5 separate regions of the Mus musculus genome follow, and all the other regions are linked to region 4. A link is a contact called in public Hi-C, HiChIP or PLAC-seq, Micro-C and promoter capture Hi-C data. All regions are on one chromosome and are shown on one strand. Each heading gives the region's core, a stretch centred on a gene start, on an enhancer-like site or on the middle of the called end of the contact. The rest is flanking DNA. Distances are from core to core; before and after follow the strand shown.

Evidence for each region. Promoter capture Hi-C pulls out the DNA fragments that hold promoters and counts their contacts. A called contact is a pair of places that touch in the nucleus more often than the background predicts. HiChIP or PLAC-seq counts read pairs in DNA pulled down with a chosen protein or histone mark.
Region 1: a contact with region 4 is called in a FOXA1 HiChIP or PLAC-seq map of pancreatic cancer cells. The contact joins the promoter of Ube2z here to the promoter of Nxph3 in region 4. A contact is called at or near these places in 2 of 115 datasets of contacts at active chromatin or transcription factors (bone marrow-derived macrophages and pancreatic cancer cells).
Region 2: a promoter capture Hi-C map of pre-B cells shows a contact between it and region 4, with 4 times the contacts expected there. The contact joins the promoter of Col1a1 here to the promoter of Nxph3 in region 4. A contact is called at or near these places in 5 of 39 promoter capture datasets (HPC-7-derived erythroid cells, hippocampal neurons, liver and 2 more), 12 of 484 Hi-C or Micro-C datasets (the G1E-ER4 cell line, the N1E-115 cell line, cardiomyocytes and 5 more) and 2 of 9 other capture datasets (adipose tissue and liver).
Region 3: a contact with region 4 is called in a Hi-C map of the G1E-ER4 cell line, with 2.8 times the contacts expected there. The contact joins the enhancer-like site here to the promoter of Nxph3 in region 4. A contact is called at or near these places in 1 of 39 promoter capture datasets (stem cell-derived epiblast-like cells), 9 of 484 Hi-C or Micro-C datasets (the G1E-ER4 cell line, the P5424 cell line, cardiomyocytes and 4 more) and 2 of 115 datasets of contacts at active chromatin or transcription factors (embryonic stem cells and pancreatic cancer cells).
Region 5: a Micro-C map of embryonic stem cells shows a contact between it and region 4, with 3 times the contacts expected there. The contact joins the promoter of Ppp1r9b here to the promoter of Nxph3 in region 4. A contact is called at or near these places in 3 of 39 promoter capture datasets (hippocampal neurons, liver and pre-B cells), 6 of 484 Hi-C or Micro-C datasets (cerebellum, embryonic fibroblasts and embryonic stem cells) and 5 of 115 datasets of contacts at active chromatin or transcription factors (bone marrow-derived dendritic cells, bone marrow-derived macrophages, embryonic forebrain and 1 more).

What each region holds. Positions count from the first base shown.
Region 1 is chr11:96,064,062-96,066,761 of GRCm38.p6, reverse strand. It overlaps Ube2z (ubiquitin-conjugating enzyme E2Z), which reads left to right and starts at 1,398. Exons shown (of 7, transcript NM_172300.3): 1 at 1,398-1,810. The coding sequence starts at 1,488.
Region 2 is chr11:94,934,893-94,937,592 of GRCm38.p6, reverse strand. It overlaps Col1a1 (collagen, type I, alpha 1), which reads right to left and starts at 1,369. Exons shown (of 51, transcript NM_007742.4): 1 at 1,149-1,369. The coding sequence starts at 1,224.
Region 3 is chr11:94,956,887-94,959,586 of GRCm38.p6, reverse strand. No RefSeq gene overlaps it. Among named protein-coding and RNA genes, the nearest start is that of Hils1, 9.4 kb to the left of the region's middle. Within about 2 kb of position 1,361, at least 138 of the 459 cell types and tissues checked have an H3K27ac peak or open chromatin away from gene starts, as enhancers often do. A contact at or near this core is called in the G1E-ER4 cell line, cardiomyocytes, cerebellum and 2 more, where this site is marked.
Region 4 is chr11:95,513,259-95,515,958 of GRCm38.p6, reverse strand. It overlaps Nxph3 (neurexophilin 3), which reads left to right and starts at 1,394. Exons shown (of 2, transcript NM_130858.3): 1 at 1,394-1,799. The coding sequence starts at 1,746.
Region 5 is chr11:94,989,926-94,992,625 of GRCm38.p6, reverse strand. It overlaps Ppp1r9b (protein phosphatase 1, regulatory subunit 9B), which reads right to left and starts at 1,414. Exons shown (of 10, transcript NM_172261.3): 1 at 1-1,414. The coding sequence starts at 1,078.

The DNA.
Region 1 (2,700 bases), core at 149-2,648, 550 kb before region 4:
TAAAGCAGATAAACAATGTGTAGCCTTAAGCACTCAATTAATGGCAGCTTCAAAACATAATGTATTCACTATTCCCAGACCCCCGCCCCCAGACCATTTGAGAAAACGCACAAATGTCCAGAACGCAGGCTCTTCACTTGTTGGTTTTTGTGTTTTGAGACAGGGTGTCCCTTTGTTGCCCAGATTGCCTTGAACTCAATTTGTGGCCTCAACTATTTATGTACGATAGTTCCCTCATCATTCCTCAACCTCTCTAGTGCTTAGCTTACGAGCTGTGCCACCACAGGAGCCAGGCTTCTTCGGGAGGAAAAGAAGAAGAAAAAAAAAAAAAAACAAGATCCAAAGTGAGGCTCTGGCTGTTTGTTCTAGAATGAATCTTCATAAATGTACTAAAGTTAATATGAATATTTCATTGGGTGTGGTGGCTTATGCCGGTCATCTCAGCACTAAGAAGGCTGAGGTAAGCAGCTACATATTGGAAACCTTGTCTCAAAAACTATTCATACACTTTGCTATAGAGTATCAATGTGTTTGTTTCGGATGTTGTCTCAGACCAGCTGAAAGGGTTGTGTAAATTCTCAGTCATGCGGTACCTCTGGTTTTCCTACAGTTAGCAAACACACACACAGACTCATATTCCTGTCAGTAGAACAAGGTTAAGGTCTTTTCCCCTTAGTCAGAGTTAATTTTCGTATTACAAATCTCAATATAGTTCTAAGAAATTGAGAATTTCAAACCCGTAACTCCAGGATTAGCGGGTAGAAAAGGTACTGAGCTTGGAATCAAGCCTGATGCTTGACTTCTACCAAGCTGTCAACTTCTGTGTCATTATCTCCAGGGCAATGCCTAGCAACAGCTCCTGGCCTTTAGTATGCCCTTCATAAATAAATATCGAATAAACTCAAATGAGGTGGTCTTTTATTCGCACGTTCTGATTCCGTTCTTCCTCTTAGTCCATCCGCAGTCAGGCGACAATAGTAGTCGATGGGGGAGAAGACCAGACATGATACAGCACAGAGCCGTAGGGATGTGAAGGGCCCTAAACTACTCAAGCTCTTCTTTCGATTGCCCTACAGGGAAGGTGGACCTTAGTCCTACCCTAGGATTGAACATCGATGGTCCCTCCCTTTAAAAGAGAAGCTGTGGGTCTCTCCATCTTCTTTGAACTGTCTTCTCCGACATCAACTCTCCCAACATAAAACCTTTAACCATGGAAGGCTACCAGCATCTCCAGCGGGGCGCAGAATCTGCGCTGGCCTGGAGCGCCAGCTAGTCCGCTAGCCCCCGCCCCCCGCTCTGGAGGACCGTGGGTGGACGCTCTGGCAGCACGCCTCTCGCTGGTCCGGGCGGAGGTGGGCGGAGCCAGCGCCACCCGGGCTGGGGAAGCCGAGGGTGGGGACACTCTGGCCCGGCTCTCGGTGGTGCGGGAGCAGCGGCCGCTCTGGTCGGCGGACGTGCTGCTGAGCAGTCCCGGAAGCGAAGCAGCGATGGCGGAGAGTCCGACTGAGGAGGCGGCGACGGCGACGGCTGGCGCCGGGGCGGCGGGCCCAGGGTCGAGTGGTGTTGCCGGTGTGGTCGGCGTTAGCGGGAGCGGCGGCGGGTTCGGGCCGCCTTTTCTGCCGGATGTGTGGGCGGCGGCGGCGGCGGCGGGCGGGGCCGGGGGACCGGGGAGCGGCCTGGCTCCGCTGCCAGGACTCCCGCCCTCGGCCGCTGCCCACGGGGCCGCGCTGCTTAGCCATTGGGACCCCACGCTCAGCTCGGACTGGGACGGCGAGCGAACCGCGCCACAGTGTCTACTTCGGATTAAGCGGTGAGCCGGGGGTTTTTCCTCCCTCACCCCGGAGCTCCAGGGCTCGACCTTCCCCGCCCCCCACCTTTCCCCATCGGGGCTCTCTCCCGCCTCACGTCTTCCAGGCCCAAACCCTGCGGGCCTCTCTACTGACGGGGGCCTTAAGTGTCGCCCTTTCCCTCCCTCCCGCCCTCTCAGCGCCCGGCCCTACAGCCCAAACAGATCCGCGATTGCCCTCGGGCCTACCCCGCCCCTTAGCGACCTCCGGTGAGCCCTGCAGCTCCGTTCCGGATGCCTTATCCCTACCCCCTCCCGTTCACCCGAAACCTGACCCTTTTGCTCTTCTGTAACGCTCGGTCCCGCCCTTCGCACTTCCCCTCTAACCTACCCCACCAGCTTACCTAAAGGCTGCCCTCAGGCCCCACCCATCAGTTCTCCATCTCTTCTGGAGTCCCCGCTTGGAACATCCTCTACCTGCATTGCCCAGTTGCAGACTCGAGTCAGTCTTCCTTTTTACCTTTCCTTACCTCGTTTCCCCACCATATGGCCCTTTCCACGGGTCTAGAGAGCCTCCCTGACTTTCCAGATCATTTCTTGAACCCCCTTTCCAATCACCCCAAAACTGTCCCTCACACCTGTCCCTGAAACTCTGCGTTCCTACCATCTCTCACTATCACTCTGGATTGTAACATCTTAGTCAAGAACTTTTTTCCTATTATTTACCCCCAAGGTTGTCTGGTTTACTTTTGTAAAGCAGATGTACTCCCTTCAAATACAGGAACAAAAGGCCTAGGGCCTGTCTGTGCTTGTGTCTTGGGTGACCGATCTTAGATCGTATCACTTCATAGATAAATATGTTTTGCAAAAGTGCTCACTTAGTATGGTACCAATTGCATGGCAAAAGATAAGAC
Region 2 (2,700 bases), core at 120-2,619, 580 kb after region 4:
GAAATAAAAAAGCCTGCTGAAGGAGAGTAGGAGGGCTCCTACGCAGTAGGTGGGGGCTCGTGGGACGTGGTTTGCGCGGAGACAGGAGGCGGGGGTGGGAGGAGAGAAGGGGAAATTCAGCCCTGGTCCCACCTCCTTTCCCGGGGCAGGTGGGGCGGAATGGGCGGGGCTACAATGTGGAGGGGCTGATTTCAGTGGAGCCCTGTCCAGTGTAGTAAAATGTATCCCTAAAGTTAGATACATCCCAATTTCCAGCTCCCAGGAATCTTGAAAACTTGCTAACTAGACAAGCCGGGTCCTTCAAAGCCAGTAGTGCTTTGGAATCTCCTTAGCCAAAGAAGTCAAGTCTACAAATAGTAATGATGAGTTAACCACGCCCACCGCTCCAGGACCTGATCAAGGCAACCACTAGGTGGCGGGCAAAACTAAGCAATGCAGGGGCGGACCGACTTTTACTCGGCCTGGGTCACTTCTTTCAAAGACCAGAGCTACCCCATCCATCCCTGCTTTTATTTTCCTAGTCTGGAGATGAGGGTCCGCAATAACCCAGGTTTTCCTTCTCAGCCTGTGCGCTGTAAAGTGCTGTACCAGGACTCGTAGTGCTCTCGGCTGGCCAGCAGGAGGCACAGGGACCGCGCCCAGTCAAGTCCTAGCCAAACTTTCTCATCCAGCAACCCGCCCTCTCCGTGCGTCCCCTCCCCCCCCCCCGAGAGCCCAGCACCCCGGAGGCCCCAGCAACACTGTCTAGCCTGCAGAGAGGGCAAACAATCTTTCCTTATGAATCATCCCGCAGCCTTTTTGATAGCTTTTACATCTTGAGCTCCGAATCTCTATTCCAGAGGCCTTATTTCATTTTCGACGTACTCTGCCCCAACCCGTGTCCAGATTCCCACTTTTCCTGTTGTGCTACAGATGGGTGCTTGAAATTTCTTCCTGGGCCATCTCATGCAAGGCTCCACTTCTGAGAACTGCTCCCCCTCATCTGCTCAACAGGGTGACCTCTCTCATCCCGTTTCCTCTCCATCACCGTCCCATCCCTGCCTCTGGAGCAGCCCTGCACCTCCATTTAAGTCTTATCTGCTAGGACCCCTCTATACAGAACGCAATACCAAGAAGCTGTAGTAAACTCCCCAGAGTTTGGAACTTACTGTCTTCTTGGCCATGCGTCAGGAGGGCAGTGGCCCCTAAGAGGAGCAGGAGCCGGAGGTCCACAAAGCTGAACATGTCTAGACCCTAGACATGTAGACTCTTTGCGGCTGGGGTGGGGGGTTAGCTTCGGCTCATGCGTGGCCTCACTCCGCGTGCCTCCTGCTCCGTCCCGAGGAGAAACTCCCGTCTGCTCCGACGACTGGCCTGGGCCCCTTTTATACCATCTTGATGGAGAGCTGGGAGGAACCCTGCCTCTCGGAGAGGGGGAGCCAGCAGCCCGGCCCCCAGCCAATCAGAACTGCCTGGCCCGGCCCCCAATTTGGAACGAAGAGGGGGGAGGAGGGAAAGGAAGGGAAAGGAGTCCACCCAGCGCCCCCCCTCCCGCAACTCTGCCGCCCTTGCCCCCCAGATCTACATGGGCCAGAGGTGCTGTCACTGGAGTGTGGCTGGGCCCTCAGTATACTGAGTGTGGGTAGAGAATACCCCTTGTACTTTCTTTCTGGGACTTCAAATCAGAAGGATGTAGAACTGAGAATCTGAGTTGGGAAACACTACAAAGGGATCAGTGTCAGGAATAATTGGGAAAAGGTCCTCCTGGCCATGCCTAGTAATCTTTCAGGCATCCTGGGGAAGAACTAAGGAATAAGTTAGATTAATCTGATTAGAACCTATCAGCTAAGCAGATGTGCCTGTTGGAGGGAGGGGATCACCTCATGGTGTGGACCCAGGAATGGAGGGTAGGAATATTTGTGAACAGTTATACATCTCTTCACAGATACTAAGAGTCAGATATGTGGTGGTTTGAAAGGAAGGGGGTGCCTATCTGTTCTGCCATGCCAGACACACCTTTCTAATAAATAACAGCTCTGAGGCTGAGGCTTGGGGAGACCTTTGACATCCTTGTCCTTCCAGAAGAATGCTTATGCATTAAGTGATGAGCAGCAGTGTGGGCAGGGGGCTTTCTGGGTCCTCAAAGCTGGGGCCTGGGGCATGTTGTATAAATTCTTCTCTGACCTCCTCCATCCCAGCACTGGGATGTGAGTTTGTTGCAGGAAGCCTGTGACCAGGGATGTTTTAGAAAAAGGTCTTGTGTCAGCTGTGGCCACAGCCAGAGATTTGTTAGAGGCCCTCTTATGTAGCAATATCAATGCAGAATGAACAGGTAGAAGGTACTTGGCCATAGAGGGGTGTTCTCAAAGCTACAGAGAGCCCTCTTTTCTAATTGTACTTGGATGTGGTCTGGGGACACCTAGGTGAACTCAGTGTGTGGCAGAAACTTGTGTTTGGTAGCTGAGGGACTTTATTTAATGGTTTCTTCCCATGTCCTCACTTCTTTGCTGAAAATCTTGGCCATTGCTCCCCACCTCTGCCGTCAGGAAAGGGTCATCTGTAGTCCCCCAAGAACAGCAGCTTATATTTAAAGTTGTCGCTAAAAGACAGTGTCCGTTCTTCCCCGGTGCTCCCTGCACCCTGCAAAGGTGCTCTGTCCAATCTGCTTAGGAACTTCATCTTGTCAAACTGTGTGGGTGGTGTGGGAAGGCACTGGGGTCT
Region 3 (2,700 bases), core at 112-2,611, 560 kb after region 4:
GTCCCTTCAAAAGTCCTCTTGGCTCTCCGATAGGAGATGCTGTCTGGGCTCATGGGTTATAGGTCTTCTGAGCTGTTGAGATGGCTCAGCCCTTAAAGGCTAAGCTCACAACTGAAACAGCAAGTCTTCTGCCAGCACTAGATTCAGGATTCTGCCTACCCTCTCTCTAATAGCCCACCCCACACCTACCCCTTAAGGTTCAACACAGCTCCTGCACACAGAAGATGGCAGGCAAGGCTGTTTGGAGGGAATACCTGAGGGATAGTTGTCTGTGTGTCTGCTCAGAGTTATTTTTGTTTGCTTGTTTTAATTTATTTGTTTTTATTTTATGTGCACTGCTGCTTTGCCTGCATGTCTGTGTGTGGCTGTTAGGTGCCCTGGAACTGGAGTTACTGAAAGTTGTGATCTGCCATGTGGGTGCTGGGAATCGAACCTGGGTCCTCTGGAAGAACCAGTGCTCTTAATGGCTAAACCATCTCTCTAGATCCAATTTTTTGTTTGTTTGTTTGTTTGTTTGTTTGTTTGTTTTTAGTTTTTATGTGTATGGGTGTTTGGTCTGCATGTATGTCCTGTAGAGGCCAAAAGAAGTGCCAGATCCTCTGGGATTGGAGTTACAAACAGCTGTGAGCTGCCTTGGGGGTGCCTGGAATTGAACCCGGGCCCTCTAGAAGAGCAGCCTTTTAAGTGCTATCTTAACGGCTGGTTAAGTACAGTAACAGGAAAGGGGGGTGTGGAGTGTAGAATAGGGATGCAATCTGGAACTGACTTTGAACAATCAGTTGAGATAACTCACTATCTTCAGATCAACCTGCTCAGAGCTCTGAGGGAGGCTGCACTTCCTCTGTGGTCAAAAGTAAGTCTTTACCACTATCATCTGTACCCCATTCTGCCTATTCTGGGTACTGGAAGCCCATTAGCTGCTTAATTATGGAACTGGGTAAGCGCTGACAGAGGCTGGCAGGGTGGGGCGGGAGGTGGGGTGCTGGCAAGGTAATGGCTGGAGGGATGGGCTCTTTGCAGAACAAACAGATGCCTCTGGCTTCTCATTGGCTACTTCCTCCTCCCCTTCCCTCCTCCCCCTCCCCCACAGGTCTTTCAGCTGATGGGCAGGCATAGCTCTAGCTCAGTGTCACAGTCCTGGGGCATAGGCTAGCTTCAACTGGATCCCTGCACCCTTAAGGTGGGGGCTGCTGGCTCCCCTCTCACCTCTGTCTGGTCCCCTGCATGTCCTTCCTGGTCGAGGGCGGGAGAATAAGAAGTCAGCTCCTCCCTCCCTCCCTCTGCTTCCTGGCCTTGCCTTGGGCTCTTGGCAGCCTCTACCTCCCAACTCAGTTCCAAAGAGCACACAGGAGCCGGCTTGGCTGCCTTCCTGAAAGGAAGTGGCCCAGACAAGTAGCCGGGAGGATGGCGTGACTACAGAAGACACTGAGCCCTGCCTGGGCATCCACATGTGAACGCCCAGATGACCAGCAGCACAGAGGGAGGACACAGACATACTCACTGGGCAGAAGCCTCTCCTGGAAGAGTAATCAGGATGGCTTCCTACAGTCCCTCACAGAGTAGGCAGCTGTTTCCAGCCCCCACCTTCTGTGGTGTCACCCCGCACTCACTCCACCCTACTTTTAGTCCAGATGATGGCCCTGATTATTGGCTTGATGAGCGGCCTCCACCTTCACTCTAAATACAGACTATGCATGCGCATGCGCAGCCGGACCCTGCAGCCATTTCCGCACCACTCCCTATGGTCCAGTCTCTTCAATACAGAGGCCACCTACTTCGGGCCTCAATCACTAAGGCCACACCTCTCCAGGCAGGGTCCAAACATGGTTCTGGCACACTGTATCGACCTCAACAGTTAGTTTGCTCCCAAACGGAGTCATTCCTACTTCAGGGCTGAAGTGAGAACCCATGAAGGTAGGCATGCCAATACTTCCTAGACACCGCATTATCCCGGGTACCACACAGCCTCCTCAGGCGAGAGGGGTGTGGGTCTCTCTGACCTGTCAGATCCTGACCAATGGGCTCTGCTTCCCCTAATGCCTCAAGAAATTTTTGTTTTTCCTTCTGAATGGAAAGGAATGATAAAGTTTGCACTCCTTAAATGCAAGGACGCTGTTGGTCACGAGTGAACACCAGAACTACATACAGCTAGTTCGAACTGAGATGTGTATAGTTTTTTGTTTGTTTGTTTGTTTGGTTTGGTTTTTCGAGACAGGGTTTCTCTGTGTAGCCCTGGCTGTCCTGGAACTCACTCTGTAGACCAGGCTGGCCTCAAACTCTGAAATCCGCCTGCCTCTGCCTCCCAAGTGCTGGGATTAAAGGCTTGCGCCACCACTGCCCGGCAATGTGTATGGTTTTAATGGTTGAGATTGTATTAGGTTAAATAAGATATGAAACTAGTTTCACCTCACTTTTTATTTTTATTTATTTATTTATTTATTTTGACATAGAGTCTCATGTAACCCAGGCTTTGATCCGGTCTCCATCTTTTCTGTGGCATAGAGATTGAACGCAAAGCATTGTGCATACTAGGAATCACTGTACCAGCGGAGCTACACTGCAGCTCATCTCCCCCCAACCCCCTTTCTAAACATGGATGCTAGAAAATAAAAAATATGGGGCTGGAGAAACGGCTCAGGGTTCAATCCTCAGCACCCACATGGCAGCTCACAACTGTAACTTAGGTTCCAGGGGACCCTG
Region 4 (2,700 bases), core at 145-2,644:
ACAAAATTTTACCTGTTCCTTCCTCCTCCCCTGCCTTTGGCAGTCTTTGAGTACACACACACACACACACACACACACACACACACACACACACACACACACTGCAAAGAGCCCGAAAGGCCCAGGGCACCCAGGAGACAGGGGGCTCATCCAAGCTACCTCCTTCTGCAGTCTCTCCCTCTTTGCACTTGGCCCAGGCTGATATTAAGATTCATCTGCATTCCTCGCACAACGCCTGGCAGATGGTGGGGGAGGAGGCTGGGTGTGAGCTGGGGGCTGCAGCCAGGGACCACACTGGATCTCAGAGGGCCACAGAAGAGAGTGTGGAGAGCTTCCGGTAGACCCAGTGTAGGCTGGGGCCACTCCAAATGCCTCCATGCGGGTCCTAGGATTCGACCTTTTGTTTTTCTAAAGACCAAAGGAGTTGTAAAGAGCTCAGAAGGATGTCTAGCCATTGAGGGCAGGAGGGTGGTCCTGACCCTTTGGGATCTCTTGTCTAGGTCTTAATCTTTCTTGTCTTGGTGATTTGAAGAGAACAGAGCAACCTAGGACCCCACTGGGGTGGGGCCCTTTTCCGCCTGGTGACACCTGTGCCGTGGGAAATGGGTAGGGAAGAACATGCTCTGAGAGGCCTGTTCACGCCATTTATGCCTCTATTTCTCAGGAGGCAAACCCTTACCCCAACCTCAGAACCCAGCCTGGACCCTAGTGGTCTCTTCAGCCCAGCGCCTCAACCAAATGCTTCGTACTGATTGCTCTTAGGTCGTCTAAGAAGAAAAGGAACGAATGTGCTAGGAAAAAGGGTGCGAGCTAGACACTTAGAAGAACTTCCCTTAGCACCCTCATCAAGTCTTGCAGGAACCATCAGCTGTGATCCGCTGTAAATATCCTTGAGCCCTTAAAAATGGATTTAGGGAGAGTCGTCTTTCCAAATTCTAGGACTCCTAGGGTGGAGGTAGGTAGAGCGACAGATTCCCGTGTGCCCGCTACAGAAAAGAAGGCGCGCTGCCAGAAGGGCGGAAAAGCTGGTGTCCCCATCCGCGGTCTTCCAGCCTCTTGCCTCCTCACCCAGAGCTCCTCCGCCCTCCTCCTGTCCCCTACGCTGGAAATTGGGCGTCCCAGGTCCCCAGGCTGCTGGCCGGCAGGGGAGGAGTTAAATCCGGAGGTACCGACTGGGCTCACCGTACCTGCCGCCGCCGCCGCCGCCAGTGGGAGGGACGAGGAAGCGGGAGGCGCCTGGGCGCCAGGAGCGCTCCAGTCTGGCGGGGCGCAGAGCGGGGAGCGGGCGGCCGCGGCTCGGCGTGGCCCGGGGCGTCCGCCAGGGGGCGCGCCACGACGGGGCGGGAGGGGCCGTCTGGTCTGGGGAATTAGCACCGGGGACGGGCGCGCGCGCAGGTCCCCAGCACATCTGGGTGAGAGCCGAGCCTCTGGAAACAAGCCGGGCGCCGAGCGCCTGTCTGGAGCGGCAGAGTCACCGCTCAGCCGGAGCCCCTTCGAGACGCTCCGGGCGCACATCTGGGACTGGGAGAAGGGACCGCGCGGCGAGCAGCTGGACTCGGGGAGGGGGCGGCGGCTGCACAGCTGGACCGAAGGGGGCGGGGTCGGTCCCAGCAACTGGCTGAGGGGAGGGCCGCGAGCCACCGGGGACCGGAGCATGGGACAGCGCGCCTGAAGGAGCAGTCCGGGACGGAGGGGGCCTGGGACCCCGAAAGGAAAAGAGAGACGGGTGAGAGCAAAGGAGGAAGATGCAACTGACCCGTTGCTGCTTCGTGTTCCTAGTGCAGGGCAGCCTCTATCTGGTGAGTGGTCCGCGGGGAGCGGCGCAGGGCGGGGGCCAGGGGATGGGGAGAGCGCGGGAAGCTGCGGAGCCCTGAAACTTTCTCCCTCCCCCCACCCCGGCATCCTGGGGATGCGGTGAACGCTGGAGGCTAGGGGAGAGGGCGGGTCCGAGGCCAGAGGCCGGACTGGAAGGGTTAATAGGGGCGGGGAGGAGGGTGCTTGGATGGCCCACCCACTCCGCGGCTGATCGCGGGAGGTGCGAGTGACACTAGGGAAAAGGCCCCCCAAGCTGAGTAGCCAAGGATTACCCGACCTCTCGTAGCAGCATCCCAGGACGCGCGAAACGGGGGTGGGGCAGGTGACCTGCCCGGCCAGGGGACGCGGTATTCTTCTTTGACCTCTGGGGCCCAGAGAATCCCGAACTGTGGGCCCTGGCGCGCCAAACCCGGGCGGACCGGGGGCAGCCCCCGCGTCCCTGCCTCCCGCCGTCCCTCTCGCTCCCTCCCTCCTCGCCTGTTGTTTTCCTCGCCTCTCCCGGCAGCGCGCAGCCCGAGCCCCACAGGACCTGGGCAGGCGGCTCCCGCCCCAGGCGCTCAAAGCAGCTGAGCTGAGCGCCCAGACCCCGCTCCCCCGCGGCCCAGGGTGCCTTGGAACCCCACCCTGGACCCTACCCTGTAGCTTAACTCTCTCGCGACCCGCGCCCACCGCCCCACATCTGTCCCGACCCTAATCCTGTCCTGGAGAAGCCTCCGCCTCGGCGCCACTGGAACGGCCCCCTTCCTCAAAACAATTCCCATTGACAGCAACCCTTCCATTCCTAGTCCACTCTAGGACTAGGGAGGATGTCTTCCCTGCTTGGCCCTTTCCTGTGGCCCTCTTTACTACTGAGCTATTGACTGTCTCAACCATTTAGTTAAACCC
Region 5 (2,700 bases), core at 165-2,664, 520 kb after region 4:
CCACTGACGCCGCCGCCTCCTCCTCGGGGACCGCTTCGGCCTTGGGTTCCTCGGGTGCAGGGCTGGCTGTGGTGGCCGGGGTGCTGCCATTCTCCAAGGCTGCATGGACCGTCACCTCGGCCTGGATCACTTCCCCGGGAGCCGACTCGGCCTCAGACTCCCCACTTTCTTCAACCTCCACCGGCTTGATCTTGCGCACCTCCCGCGGCTTAGGCGGAGGTCGGGCAGGGGCCACCCGGTGCTGTGGGGGCTGCTGCCCTCCGGGGCCACGCTCCTTCTCGGTCGCGCCATCCCCCGACGGGGCGGGAGGCGGCGGCGGTGGCTGGAACACCCGGGACCGCTTAGTGACCAGCTTCGAGTTGACCTGGGGCGCCCCGGCTGCCCGAGGGGGGCCGGGTGCACGGTGAAGGCCGGTCCTCGAGTCGGCTTTCTCGAAGACCGCACTGAGCTGGCTGACCGTCGGCGACACGGCGTCAGCATCCAGCTTGTCCAGCGCCTCGGTGCTGCCGTTAAAGCGCACCACGACGTCCAGCTTCCGGTCCTGCAGGCCGGCGCGCTCCTGCCTCAGCAGCCGCCGCGCCACGGCCTCCTTGTCGCCACCCGAGGCCGCGGGGACGCTCCGTTCGAACAGCTTCCGCGTCTCCTGCAGCCGGGACGGCGGGTGCGGCGGAGGAGCGGGCTGCGCCGAGGGCGCGGGCTTGGAGTCGAAGCGGCTCACGCGCTCCGACACACTGGTGCCCAGCTTGAGCAGGGCACTGTGGTCTACGTTCTCGTTCAGGCTGCTGGCCCGCGGCAGGGACAGGCGCACCCCGCGATCGGACGCCCGTGGGGCCTCGGCCATGCCTGCGCCTCCGCCTGCCTCACCCGGCGGCCCCGCGGTGGTGCCCATCTGCAGGAACATACTTTTGATGCGGTGGACGTTGGAGCCATATTTCTTATGGTGGGCCGCCTTGGGTGCCTCGTCGGGCCCGGGTGCATCGGGAGGCTTTAGTGCCTGGATGCCCGCTTCGTAGGCGCTGCGGTGCGGGGAGGCGCTCCGGAGGGGACCCCCGGGCCCCCGAGGCTCCGTCTTCATCATGGTTGGGGGAGCCGGGTTCGCATCCCCCTGCTCCCCGCTGCCCCCCTCCAGCAGGCGGCTGGCCAAGTCGGGACCACCGCCCCCTCCCCCCAAAGAAAGAAATCCCGAAAGGCCTTCTATAGAGTCCCCCAGAAACCAAGCTGCCAAAAAACAGTTAACCCTGCTTTAAAAAAAAAAAATCTCCGAGCGCCCTGTGTGGGTCGCCTCCCCCAACCAAGCTGCCAAAGACAGCCAGCCCCCTTCGAAAGCTCTAGCGGCCTGGTGCGGTCGCCCCCACCCAAATTGAAGAAGCGGAGGCTGGCTGGAGCTGCTGGGACCGCGCGCCCAGCCCGCGAAGCAGCGGCCACGGCACCGGCTCACATCCTCCGAGGCGGTGTCAGCGGCGCTGGCGGCGCAGGCGCCCCCTACTCCGGCCGGGGGCCTTGGCTCTCGGGGTGCCCGGCATCCCCGCGCCCGTGGCTGCTCCGCTGACCCGGGCCGCTCCGCCGCGCCTCCCTCCCTCCCTCCCTCCCCCCCGCGCCCCGAGCCTCGGTCTTTCTCTAGCTCTGCCCGAACCGCGGCTGCCGGAGACCGAGCGGCTGCCCTTCTCGCCGCCGCCGCTGGGGGACTGGTACCACTGGGTCCTAAAGGGATCGGATTTCCGGGGCCGGAGCCTGTGAGCCCTCCCCTTCCCTTCCACCCTGTCGCCTGGTCTCTCCTACTCATAGTTGGCGGACAGCCTTCCGCAGCTTCACCGACCTTGGCTATTCTTCTTCAGCCCTCCCATCCCAAACTCGGCTTTTCACAATCCACTTAGGCGTCCCCTCATTTAACCCTGGGGGCGGGGAGCCATCCAGCCACAGCAGGAACTGGCCTTCTCCTCCCACAAAGTGAAGGGGTTCTGTGGGGAGGGCCCTTAATCATTTCTCTAAAGGTCCTTAGAGTGTTCAGGGGTACCAGCAACAAAACTTTTGGGTGCTAGATCAAAGTACATAATTTCTAGCTCCTTCCCAAAGGTGAAGGGGAATCTCAGAGGCGGAACCTGGGATTCTTCATTTTAACAATTCCCCATAGGAATTTTTTTTTTTTCATCTTTCAGAATGTAAAACTTGGGCCCAGCAATCTTTGTGGTGCTCTGTCCGGAGGAGAAATGAAGAAAGGGACAGGGTTGGGGGTTACATCACCCATATGGCAGGAGATTACCAAAGATGCTTTTTTGCCTTGGGAAGTCTTAAAATGACGTTGTTCACCTACCCCTTTGGGGAGAGGTATAGAATCCTGGCCTTCATAACCTGCCAGAAAAGATCTCTGAAACAGGAAGGTTTGTAAGGTGTTGGGGGAGGTTGGAAGGAATGATTCTAGAGTCCCAGGGCTAAAGTTTCCCTATTGAGAGTTCTACGTTGGGTCTCAGACTTAGAGGATTCTGGTCACTTGTGTGCAAGCGTGTTTGTGTGTGTGTGTACCCTACAAATCCCACCTTGAAAACTCAGCTTCTTTAGAGCTCCTTCATTCCTCACATACACAACAAGGGGCCTTGTTATGCCCGTTATCCTTCCCCAATCTAGCAGTGAGGATCCGTCCAATATTCAGTCAGGTCTAGATGTGTAGCTCCTCCAGTCGTTGGTAGATTCCCAGGAACTGAA